Linked DNA regions of Sus scrofa: all the other regions are linked to region 3. The links are chromatin contacts, called in public Hi-C and HiChIP or PLAC-seq maps. All regions are on one chromosome and are shown on one strand. The core of a region is the stretch at or near the end of the contact, and the rest is flanking DNA. Distances in the headings are between cores, read along the strand shown.

Region 1 (3,944 bases), core at 1,378-3,877, 220 kb before region 3:
AAAAGACAAAAAAAAAAAAAAAAAAAAATCTTGGAGTTCCTGTCGTGGCACAGTGGAAACGAATCCAACTAGGAACGATGGGGTTGTGGGTTTGATCCCTGGCCTCGCTCAGTGGGTTAAGGATCCGGCGTTGCTGTGAGCTGTAGTGTAGGTTGCAGATGCAGCTCGGATCCAGCGTTGCTGGGGCTGTGGTGTAGGCCGGCAGCCATCGCTCCAATTAGACCCCTATCCTGGGAACCTCCATATGCCGCGCCCGTGTGGCCCTAAAAAGACAAAAGACAAAATAAATAAATGAATAAATACATATGCGTGTGTGTGTGTGTATATATATAGTTCAGTCACTTCCTTGAGTCTAGTAATAAGCACCCACCTTGGCACTAATCACACTGATTTTTTGTTTACACAGTTATCTTTTGTTGCTATATTATTTGCCCAAGCCCAACCCTTTGAATGGGCTAGGCCAATACTGGATCCTGTGTCTGCCTTTATGCACAGAGCTGCTTGTTCAATGATCTGGGTTTTCTCCTCTGCAGGAAGAATCCACAGAGTGAGAGGACCATTAACCTAGGAGGCACTATCAGTACACAAGCAGATTTATTCTTCTGTCAAATCCCTACTGCCCCCTTTCCTCAATCTGTGTGAAAGCTAAAACTTCAGTAAATCTCCCATCCTTATGAGGAGAGATGCAAGGACTTTCATCCATTTCCAGGCCTAAATAGGAAGACTCACGGACTTTTCCTATACCACTTTAAAAGAGACTTTACCTCTAAATAAGCTTATGCTCTATTCTTACTGGTACTTTATTGGCATTTACTCAATTAGGTAAGCCTTAAAATGTCATGTGTTTTCCTAAAGTATAAGCTTTTAGGAGTTCCCATCGTGGCGCAGCGGTTAATGAATCCAACTAGGAACCATGAGGTTGTGGGTTCGGTCCCTGCCCTTGCTCAGTGGGTTAGCGATCCGGCATTGCCGTGAGCTGTGGTGTAGGTTGCAGACAAGGCTCGGATTCCGCATTGCTGTGGCTCTGGCATAGGCTGGCGGCTACAGCTGCGATTCGACCCCTAGCCTGGGAACCTCCATATGCCGCGGGAGCAGCCCAAGAAATAGCAAAAAAAGACAAAAAAAAAAAAAAAAGCTTTTAGAAAATATAAGCTGATTATTTAACTTCCATGGCACCATAAAGATGAGATTGCTTTTTTCTTTTTAAACAACAGTAGATTCTTTTATTCCTACTTTCCTTTGTTTGGGAACAGAGGGCAAAACAGAATTACTTTAAGGTTTCAGCAATAAAAAGACAATGACCCTTTAAAATTCTGATGAATAATTTAAGTGACTATTGAAAAAATCTAGGGCTTTCCTTCCTTTCTTTTACTTTATTCCATCTCCTTTGATGATCTGACCACTTTCAGAGACATTCATTACATTTACAGTTGACATAGTTTTTTATGTGTCTGGATTTATTTCTCACTTATGGTGCAATTTCTACTTGTGCTTGCTCGTTGGTATTTCAGTTTTTCTTTTTCACTTGCCGCCTTCTGAATTTATTTTTCCCCATCCATTTTTTTCCTTCTATTAGTTTCAAAGTTACAAACTCTATTTTTATTCCTTTAGAGGCTACCCTAAAAATTACGTGTACATTTAATTTGTCAAAGCCTGAAATTAATCAATTTTCCCTAGCTATGTTGTATCCACTATCCACAGAGTCAATGATCCTCTTAAGAATAATTTAATTCCACTTACTTCCCTCCTAACTAAGAGTCTACTACACAAAAACACTTTAATACTTTTTGAAAAAATACATAAGACATTAAAAAAAAAAAGGAGTTCCCATTGTGGCTTAGCTATAATGAACCTGACCAGTATCCAAGAGAACATGGTTCGATCCCTGGCCTCACTCAGTGGGTTAAGAATCCAGTGTGTTGCTGTGAGCTGTGGTGCAGGTCACAGAAGCTGCTCAAATCTGGCATTGCTGTGGCTGTGGCAGAGGCTGGCCCCATATGCCACACTTGTGGCCCTAAAAAGCAAATACATACATACATACGTACATACATACATAAGACATTATCAATACTGCTGGGTTTTTTTTGAGTGAGAATTGCAATTTTTAATTTTTATTATTTATTTATTTATTTAGCTTTTTAGGGCCATATCCATGGCATATGGAGGGTCCAAGGTTAGGTGTCAAATTGGAACTACAGCTGCCAGCCTACGCTACAGTCCAGCAACACAGGATCCGAGTCAAGTCTACAACCTACACCACAGCTCATGGCAACGCCAGATCCTTAACCCACTGAATGAGGCCAGGGATCGAACCTGCAACCTCATGGTTCCTAGTTGGATTCGTTTCCACTGCGCCATGGCAAGATCTCAATTGCTGATTTTTTATACAGTTTTTGTTGAGAATCATTCACATGTTTACAGTTAGATTTTCTGTTTGTGACTATGTTCCCTCCACCTAAGTTAAGTTAAATCTTCTGGAATTTCTGCAGATGGCATATGCTTCATTTAACTTGCCTCTCTCTGTTCCCTTCTCCTTCTTCTCTTCCTTTGGAACTCTGATCAAAGATATGTTTGCTCTCCTCACTGTCCTCCATGTTGCTTAGCTCTCTTTCTTATTTCCTAGTTGACTTCTGAGTAGTTACTTTGGTTTCATTTTCTAGTTCTAATTCTCTCTCCAGCCACATCTAATCAGTTAGACCTGCCCAAAATTATGTTCAAAACCAGATTCTTCCTCTACAGTCCTAGTTCGCTAATTGTGCCACTCTCGGTATGCCCAAGTGTGAGATTTCGGAGCCAGCATTAACTTATTTTTCTTGCACTCCATATTTGGGTAGTTGCTATGTTTTTTCTGTCTTTCTCACTCAGTTCCTCTCTATTATTGCTGTCATAATCCGAAAGCAAGCCTCCTTTCCACTGGCCTGGGCTACAGCACTAGCCTTTCCTGTTCCTAATTCCTCTTCCCACAATCAATTCTGTCCATCACAACTAAAGTAGTCTCCCAGAGAAACACCTGTGACCATTTAAATCTTCTTTTTGAAAGTTTTCAAGGCTCTTTACTGGCATGAGAAAAGCTCCACTAACAAAGCATCCAAAGCTCTCAGGAAATGGTAAAACCCAGCTGGAGCGAAATTAGACAGTGCCTGAAGGGCACTGAAGGTGGTTTCTTCCGCCTCTAATATCCTTCCTCCTGCTCTTTCACCTCTTTCTTCTCCCCTTTCTGCATACATAAACAGTACTCTCCCTTTGGAGCCCCGTTTAAATGTCACCACCATTTATGAAGCCTTCCCAGCTGCCTCTGTCAAAAACAATCTCTCCCATCCTTGCCCTTCCCAAAGGGCATACTTTTCACCCTTTCATGTAATATTTATGTGCATTGTCTCTCTTGCTGTAAGTTTCCTGAAGGCAAAATAACATTTGACTCATTTTTAAAATTCTCCCGTTCCCACTGATATACACACAACACTGTGAATCCTTTTGGGTTAAAGGCAGTTATTCATTAAGCTCCCTTCTAAAAGAAAGTATAAAGGTATGTCAGAATTTCATAGGTAGAAAAGTTTTCTTTAAAACACCAACTGACCTGTGATACAAGTATATGGGTGCACAGGACAAGATACTACTCTATGAAAGTAAAACAAGTAACAAGGTACACTCTCAGGAAACCTAAAGACAGCATACAGGTTTCCACAATATTTGTATTATTAATGGACAGGGTGTTTACTCCCCACCTGCAGCATAACAAGAAAATTATTAACTACACAGAAAATTTTGACCAGCCTTTTCTGTACCTGGTTTCTCTCTCTTCATGCTGTAAAATTAGGTTGCTGTAGAAATTCTCCAGTGTGAGCTTGGCCACAGTCACTCTTTCCCGGGTATGGTTGCTCATAGGAAAGGTGGTAGCAGTAGTCCCTGCCGTCATTGCCATAGTAACAGAAACTAGAACAGAG
Region 2 (4,476 bases), core at 1,375-3,874, 160 kb before region 3:
AACCTCATGGTTACTAGTCAGATTCATTTCCGCTGTGCCACAACAGGAACTCCCTGGAGACAGAAATTTTATATAATCAGCACACTTAAGTACAGGGCATACATTGCTAAATAGTCTCAAGACTTAAACAAAAATTGGGGGGTGGGGAGGGAGGAAAAAGGATTCACTTAATATCTTTTAACTATTGACCAAGGTTATCTTACATTAATTTTTAAATTTTTCTTATGCTTTAAAGCATATGCTTTTATAAGCTGACTCATTATTTCATTCAAAAAGTCTATGGTGCTTTTAATATAAAAATACAGCAGCATAATCTCTGCATATGTCAAGTTTACCTAATCATAACTTGCCCATCTGCTGATTTTAATGTAATCTTGGGGGTGCTGGAGGACAATATGCTAGATTGATTCACTCTCCACTGTTTATGTAAAATAAAATGATTTTAACATTACATTGAGATGCAGATCTCTCTGGCTTTGATTTGCGCCCTCTTTTCTCTCTCAAAAGAGTGCCACACACATGCAAAAAAGCTTCCGACTTTTACAAGATCACTGGAAAACACCTTCCAAAGAGTTATCCAATTTCGCTAACATAATGATCTTGCCCTTACTTTGAGGGGACGGAACTTTTCTGAAAACAAATGGCTGAGTTGAGTCCATGGCTTTGTCACCATTTTCTACAAAGCACAATTCTTCCTTTGTTTTTATAGTGTCCTACCTTTTGAAATTAATTTTTTCGGCATAAAAATGGCTGAGGACTCCTTTTTATTTGCTCATTGGTCTCTATCCTTTGATTTACTCTGAAACAAACTCAAAATCAAAAGACTAAAAGAAGAACGGCACTCATTTAATGTGGTTTTTCTAAGTCTAATTTTTTTTCATTCCCCATGGCAGGGCGTTTTAAAGGATTACAAAAACTACACCCAATTTACTTCTCATTCTAAATATATCCCAACCAAATGGGAAATATTATCAGCCATCTTAACGAGGAGAACACCACAAAGCTAAGCCAGATCAAATTAAAAAAAAAAAAATTATGCATTGTACTTCCTTTGAGATCAGGATATTTTTACACAAAATTACTTTAATGAACCTTTGCAATGAGCAAATATCATCATACTTTAACGTTCTATTTTGGACTAACTTCTCTTCCATCAAATAGTCACAAGAGTGGCTAATTCACATACAATACCTCCCAGCTACTGGGTAGAGACTATAATAAACTTAATTGTTTTATATATCCTGAGGCAATACAAAGAAAGGCCAAACACAAAGAGGTTGCCAGTATCTATATGCATTTACGATTGAGACAAAGAACTTTGAAAAACCTTCCCTCCGTAAGGAAACTGAGCTTAAACAACAATAGACCCTGCCTCAAAGTAGGGAGACCTAACAAGCTTAAGCCCCCACCCCACTCACAGCCCCCAAAAGACAAGGTCTCTCTCCCATCTTACAGCTAGGAGACATAAAGTAAAACGCTTAAAAGTTGTTTCCTCAGATTTTAGTAGTTAGTAATAAAGCTATTACTCCGGCCACCTTTCCCGAGCAACTGGCTTCTATCAAAACTTATCACAAGTTTCATGAAATAGACAAGAGCTTTGGTTCTGCATTTTATCAAGTGAGGAACGGCAGCATCACCCTTTGGACATCCACTACTTCTAGCACCACCAGCTCTCCCGCCCCCCTCCTATTTCTTTTTATACTTTTCTTCCAAACTAAGGACCAGAAAAGCGGCCCCACAAAAGTAGCAACAGTAAACGGGAGGCCACCGCTTTTGAAAATAAACTTTTGTTCTTTTGCTATCAACCTGGCAACTTTTTAAAGGTGAAATGTCTCCTACTCAATCGGGTAGAGTCTTTCCTCTTCTCATACCAAACAAGCACTCGTTTGTCCCCGATAGCAAAGGTGAAAAAAAGGGTTGGGAGAAAACGATATTGAAAAGAAGGGTCTAGGGTTCCAGTGGCAGATTCCGAGACCGGTTTTGAACACTGTGGCTTCTGGGAGCTGGGCGGCTTTACAGTGTCTGAGAAATGTTTAGCAATCTGACGCATCAGTTTTTAGGAATGGTACACAAACAGCCCCCACAATCTAAGAGCTATGCCCAGAATCCTTCCCCTCAGTGGCACCAGCTGGAAGGCACGGGACGGGAAAGCTGGGGATACAGGAGAGGATCCGCGACATTTGTTATTGTTTACGAAGCCCAGGCAGGGACGGGGAGCAGGGTGCTCGGGGGCAGAGGCGTGGAAGGGGAAAGGAGCAGGGAAGGACAAAGATTCCTCCCTGGGATCAAGGCCACCTCTCCGGACACCTGGGGCCAGTAGCACTCCAGGGAACAAGAGGGCCAAGGCCGTCGCTGGAGCTTCACCGGAGGCATTTCCAGCCGCGAAATGAGCCCGTCTTTCCCTGGACACCCAAAGACACATAAAATCTCCTGCTCCGCTCACAGAGTTGGGGCTGGCACAGCGAGACGAGCCCCCCAGCGCCTGCCGCCTCAAAGCGCCGCATCCCCACACTCACCTGCCTCCGGTCGCGCCCGCGGCCGGCTCAGCCTCCGCACGGACCGCAACCGGCCCGGCGCCGTCCGCTCCCTGCTGCCCGCTCCGCCCTCGCCCCGCCCCCAGGAGGTGGGACCCGCCGCCGCTGCCGCGCCGGAATCTCGGGGTGGCCTCCTTGAACTCTCGCGAGCCCTCCCTGCTCGGCTTCTTGGTGGCTGGGCCGGTCCGAATCGGTCCTGACGTCATACGCACCACAGCCGGAAGTAGTCTTCTGTCGTCAACACCGCCCCCCGCCCCACCCCATCCACCTGCGCCTGGCGGTGGAGTTGTTTGAATGGTCACCGATTCCTCTCATCAGCCTCATCTCACTTCCCTCTACTCTGCCCAGAGCTAGTTCAGGCCACTCTTGGGAGTGGCCCTGTGTGTTGCTACATTAGTCACGTATTCTAAATGTCAACAGTTTTTCTTGATGCTTCACTATGCAATGCGAATGATAGAGATGGAAAGTGGCTTAGAGATAATTTTAGTGATTTGGGGGAACATTTTGCAGAGTAGGACAATGTGGTCAACAAAACTGGACTGACTGATCAAGCTGCCTAGTTAGTAGCTGTGAGATCTAGAAGCCACTCAGGTTTCTTGACCCTTTTCCATTTCACCATGACTCTAACAACTTGAGAGAGATTCGCATTTGGAAAAGCTGCCAAAAAACTCTGTGACATACATGAAAAACTTGCTCGAGTTATCTTGCTTGGGGAAAATCTTAAAATAACTGACAATACTGGGTTGCTTATTTAGGATAAGAAAACTATGAGAAAAATCACCATCCTGTAGTGTGCCTCAGAAAAGATGTTTGGGAGGATGATGCATTTGAGCTTAGGGAGAAAACTTACTGGACAAGCCAATGAAGAGACTCATTCCTAATTATCATTGAAAAATTTATCTTCTATCTGAATATTAGAGATTTTATAAAATACCATTAACTTTTAGACTGTTAAGACAATATGCAAAGCTGGCATTGTGCTTGCAGAAAATATAATTCAGAGATGCCAACCATTATCTTTAGTTTTGATGAGGGTAGGCAACGCACGTGAAAGACTTAGAGAAGAATCATAATATCATTTCTTTTTTTTACACTCTGCTTTCTCATATATACCTTGATAGTGGAAAAAGCACTATGTTGTCTGGTAATTAGTGTGTTCTTGAAGAAATCAGTTCTTCCTACATCATATGGTCATTTTAAGACACAAATGACAGTTGACATACGTGAAAATAAGAGGTTTAATTATAATCAAACATGCTTGACAGATGCCTGCACCCCATTCTCCCTCTAGTGCATACATACTAATTCAAGTGTGGTAGGATTGGAAACAGTTTATGGAGTATCCTATAGCAAGTTTATATTTTCAAATATGCCATAATATTTTCATAGCACTAGAGGAATGTGTAGGGTATTAGACTAGGGTAATGTGGGGCAGGGTACATCTTCAACTTCCAATTTCTAAATTGAGGCCATTCCAAACAAATTCCCCCAGGTTGTTGAAGGTGCCTGACCTGAATCAAATTAGAGCCAAGTGCCCTTTTGGAAGTTTGGTGAAATCTATAGGCCCTTTTGCAGAATAGTGTTTTTAAATGCATAAAAGAAACTACCTAGGGCTATAAAGGAAATTGCTTATATTAATATACAATTATTAAAATACCAAAAAATGAGTTTTTGTTATAGCTCTGTTGTAGGCAGCTCTTAAGATGACTCCCAGTAATCCTTACCTTCCAATATTTCCATCTTGCACAAACCGCTCCTGAGTGTGGGGTAAACCTAGTGATTTGGTTTTGAAAAAGAGAATACAGCAAAAATGAAGGGATGTCACTTCCATGTTAGGTTACAAAAGACTCTTGCTTCCATCTTGTTCATCCTCTCTTGCTCTATTTCTTACATACTCTGATGGAAACCAGCTGTCATGCTGTCCCCTGTCTCATGGAGAGGT
Region 3 (3,882 bases), core at 904-3,403:
CGCTGCTGTTTTAGTTCAACCAATTACCTCACATAAGAGTTATTTACAATAGCCTCATGATTTTCTAGCTCACTATGTCATTTACTTAACCCTGCTCAAAAATCTTGAGCTCACCCTAGCATTGCCTTCAAGATAATCTCCAACTCTTTAAGGCTCTTTCCAAGCTTTCAATAATCTAGGTCAACTCAACTTGTTCATTACCTACTACTCTTTCATATTCCTGACTAGTGATAAATTCATTCCTGATAACACTGCATTTGCTCACATTTTGCAAATGTAAGGGAGTGGCCATAAGTGCTCTGAAGCTGTACAAATGTGGATTCTAATTCTGGCAAATAGAGTTTTAAAAGAAATTTTAAATTGGGAATATTCTCACATTACAGCATTGTTATGAGGAACAGAGAAAATACAAGAATATTCAACACTGTGACTATGTCCTTATGAAGCTCTCAAGATCCAGTTAGTCACCAAATATTTATCAAAAATCAACACTATGATATATCAACTGTATATAACTATATAAACATTCTAAGTTAGAGCGTGAACAAGACAGTTTCTGCTCTCATGAAGTTCTCAGAGGATAAAATTATATTTTAAAAATTTTACAATTATGAGTCAGAAAAACACTAAGACTCCCTCCTAACAGCACTCACTAGCCCACTTTACTTCAGCACTTACAGCTGAAAACACTCGATTCAACTCCCTAACCATATACTGCTTTTGTGTCATTTATTTAAATGTCTCTTGAGTATATGACGTCTTTCTAATCAGACTGCAAACTCCTTAAGGAGCATCTCTCCATAAACATTATAGTGCTTCTACACATACTAGTTAACCTAGAGGCTTCTTTGCAAAATCAGTATGCCTACTTTTGGAGTAAAGGCCATATTCACTTTGTTCTTACTATCCTTCTGGCCAGGAGACATGGATGACTATGCGATATTTCCCCTAAAATAACATTTCTATCAAGTAGCATCATTACAATTTGATTTTGTAAAACCTCAAAGGACTGTCTCCCCAAGGTAGGTTGTTCAGTAGTCCAGAAAAGTCACCAAAGGTAGAATTTACCTTGGTGAATTCATCGACATTTAGGGGCTGGCCCTCATAGGCAAAGTAGATCAGTTTTTAACATGCAGATTCACACTCAATATGTGTACATTCACACTTATTGCTCACGTACAAAGACTGAGCAATAACAAGAATGCCAGCCTATTTCCTTCTAGTGAGAAAAAAAACTAGCAAGAGGTACCTGGATTTTCCTGTCAACATCTATAGGCATCTTCTCTGGGACATCAAATTACAAACAGAATGAGAGAAATGTAACTACCGATAGAAAACAATTTAGCTCTTAACGGTAATAAGCATATGAATCCCTTGGTTTGCATCACTTTCACTTCACATAACAGGAAAAATAATCAGAAGGTTCAAAGTAAGAGGGCCAATTACAAGATCTGACTTTAATAGGGAGTAGAACTTTTGGCAGACATTTTTAAAAACTTAAAGAGACAAGGATCAGAAGATTCACTATCATAAAGATGTCAGTTTTCCCCAAACTTGACTTACGCTGGGGGAGTGGCCAAGAGATGCAACGACCCTTAGTCTACAGGAACCAACCGAGATGAAACAAAATTACTCACTTTACCGTCACTCCCGCCCCAACCTGAAAATTTGGGCGAAGGATTACTCTTCGCTAAGGTCCAATCCAATGGTTAAGAACACGGGTTTCCCTCCAAGGGTTAAAATGTATGGGTGCGGGAGGGAGTTTCCGCTTCCTCTCTCTTCCCCGCAAGAGGGGCGACCCCATAAGCACCGCTGACAAGAAAATAAAGCCGTTCCTAGAAAACATGACAAGGCCGTGAGGCTTGAGACTAGGCAGGGAGACCCTCCACCTCGCAGGCTGAGGCCGCGGGCTCCCGCAGCTCCGCACCATTCCACCGGCCGCCTCGGCCTCACAGACCGCGGCGCCGCCTCCCGCCGACCCGAGCGTGCGTTGCGGAAAGACGCTCCCCACTTCCAAGCTTGCCCCCCAAGTCCCTTTTTCTAACTTGCTTTCCCTCAGGAAAGAAGACGGAGACTAATCGAGTACAATTGCTCACCGAGTTCACGGCGTCCTGCAGCTGTGTCAGGCGATCCGCCATGTTTCTCCCCGCAAACAAAGAGACGCTAAAGCAGCTGCTCGGATGCAATTGGGCAGCTTTGGTAAGCGTCACGACCAATCACAGGGCTGAGTTCGTGGAGGGGGTGGAGTCAAGCCGAACTCCACTCCCCGCGCTAAGCGGCTGGGCTTTCCTAAGGCTTATTTTTGTTCAGACCAGCTGCACCTGGGGGAAGCTCCGCTGGGCCCACGTTTAGTAATTTGGGGGCTTCTGGGGTGAGCCAATGTACTTTCTCATGGCTTTTAAGTAAACACTTTGTGGAGACTGGATTCGCGGTTTTTCTAAGTAAGTTTCCCTATCCTCTTTGTATCTTTTTTTTTTTTTTTTTCTTCTTTTTTGAAGGGCCGCTCCTGGAAGTTCCCAGGCTAGAGGGTAGCTGCCAGCCTACAGCAAAACAGACACAGACACAGCCACAGCAAGGAGGGATCCGAGCTGCATCTGTGATCTACACCACAGCTCACTGCAGCTCAAGATCCTTAACCCCCTGAGTTAGGCCAGGGATCCAACCCGCAGCCTCATGGATACTAGCCCTGGTTTGTAACCTGCTGAGCCACAAGGTTTGTATCCATTTTTAAACATCACCTTGAATACCTATTTTACATTGCTTTGGCTTTCTAGGTAGACCACATGGCCTACACAATGAACAACTAAAGAATACTTGGGAGTTCCCACTGGTACAGTGGATTAAGAATCCGACTACAGTGGTTAGGGTCTTCCAAATCCCACTGGTTCAACAGCTTTAATCCCTGGCCCAGGGAACTTCCACATGCCTGTGCGGCCAAAAAAAAAAGGGGGTTTTTTTCTAAGTTTTACTATTTTCATGTAAATTTTATGAATTACTAGAGTCCACATGGATTACTCCTCTCTCCTTTTATGATTTCGACACTTTCACATATGCCTTTTCATGGGCTTTTCTTTTTTTTTTGTTTGTTTGTTTTGTCTTTTTGCCATTTCTTGGGCCGCTCCTGCGGCATATGGGGGTTCCCAGGCTAGGGGTCCAATCGGAGCTGTAGCCACCGGCCTACACCACAGCCACAGCAACGCGGGATCCGAGCCGCGTCTGCAACCTACACCACAATTCATGGCAACGCCGGATCGTTAACCCACTGAGCAAGTGGCAGGGATCGAACCCGCAACCTCATGGTTCCTAGTCGGATTCGTTAACCACTGGGCCACGACGGGAACTCCTCATGTGCTTTTCTTGAATCCCCAACTGGAGCATGTGGTTTTAAGAACAGGACCCAGTATTATGAATCTCATCTTTTAAACACCCACTTTTGGTAAGTATGTTCTTTTAAACTATATTATTAAAAGTTTCAGACATGTCCAAAAGTAGAGAGTACTATTGTGAACACTCATGCACCCATCTCCCAGCTTCAATTATCAACGCATAGCCAATCTTGTGGTACTTTGATTTTTAAAACCTGTAGTGATTATTTTTTCCGGAAAAAAAAATCCTTAACAGTTCTTTAATTTGACATTCTAGACCCTTAACTACCTTTACTACCTATTCAGTCACAATGTATTAAACATCTAAACGTTCCAGGCATTAGGCTGAAATTCTATAAATAAGCATTTGTTACATTAGATTTCTTGCAATCCCCTACAGGTGTTCTGTTTCACACTGCTATGCACACCATATAAAACATGATAAATCTCTCTTTCTTGTATGAAAAGCCCACACTTCCATCCCTATACTGGTTCTGTTTCCTTGTTGATCATCCAC

Evidence for each region. A called contact is a pair of places that touch in the nucleus more often than the background predicts. HiChIP or PLAC-seq counts read pairs in DNA pulled down with a chosen protein or histone mark.
Region 1: a contact with region 3 is called in an H3K27ac HiChIP or PLAC-seq map of alveolar macrophages. The contact joins the enhancer-like site here to the promoter of MED21 in region 3. A contact is called at or near these places in 2 of 5 promoter capture datasets (fetal liver and fetal skeletal muscle), 3 of 47 Hi-C or Micro-C datasets (embryonic fibroblasts, fibroblasts and mesenteric adipose tissue) and 2 of 2 datasets of contacts at active chromatin or transcription factors (alveolar macrophages and skeletal muscle).
Region 2: a contact with region 3 is called in a Hi-C map of embryonic fibroblasts, with 2.7 times the contacts expected there. The contact joins the promoter of STK38L here to the promoter of MED21 in region 3. A contact is called at or near these places in 2 of 5 promoter capture datasets (fetal liver and liver), 3 of 47 Hi-C or Micro-C datasets (embryonic fibroblasts, heart right ventricle and skeletal muscle) and 2 of 2 datasets of contacts at active chromatin or transcription factors (alveolar macrophages and skeletal muscle).

The regions. Positions count from the first base shown.
Region 1 is chr5:46,517,279-46,521,222 of Sscrofa11.1, forward strand. It overlaps STK38L (serine/threonine-protein kinase 38-like), which reads right to left. Exons shown (of 15, transcript XM_021092164.1): 3 at 3,786-3,933. The coding sequence starts at 3,922. Among named protein-coding and RNA genes, the nearest start is that of ARNTL2, 37 kb to the left of the region's middle. Within about 2 kb of position 2,628, at least 4 of the 83 cell types and tissues checked have an H3K27ac peak or open chromatin away from gene starts, as enhancers often do. A contact at or near this core is called in alveolar macrophages, where this site is marked.
Region 2 is chr5:46,572,092-46,576,567 of Sscrofa11.1, forward strand. It overlaps STK38L (serine/threonine-protein kinase 38-like), which reads right to left and starts at 2,625. Exons shown (of 15, transcript XM_021092164.1): 1 at 2,517-2,625.
Region 3 is chr5:46,734,228-46,738,109 of Sscrofa11.1, forward strand. It overlaps MED21 (mediator complex subunit 21), which reads right to left and starts at 2,154. Exons shown (of 4, transcript NM_001243530.1): 1 at 2,097-2,154. The coding sequence starts at 2,138.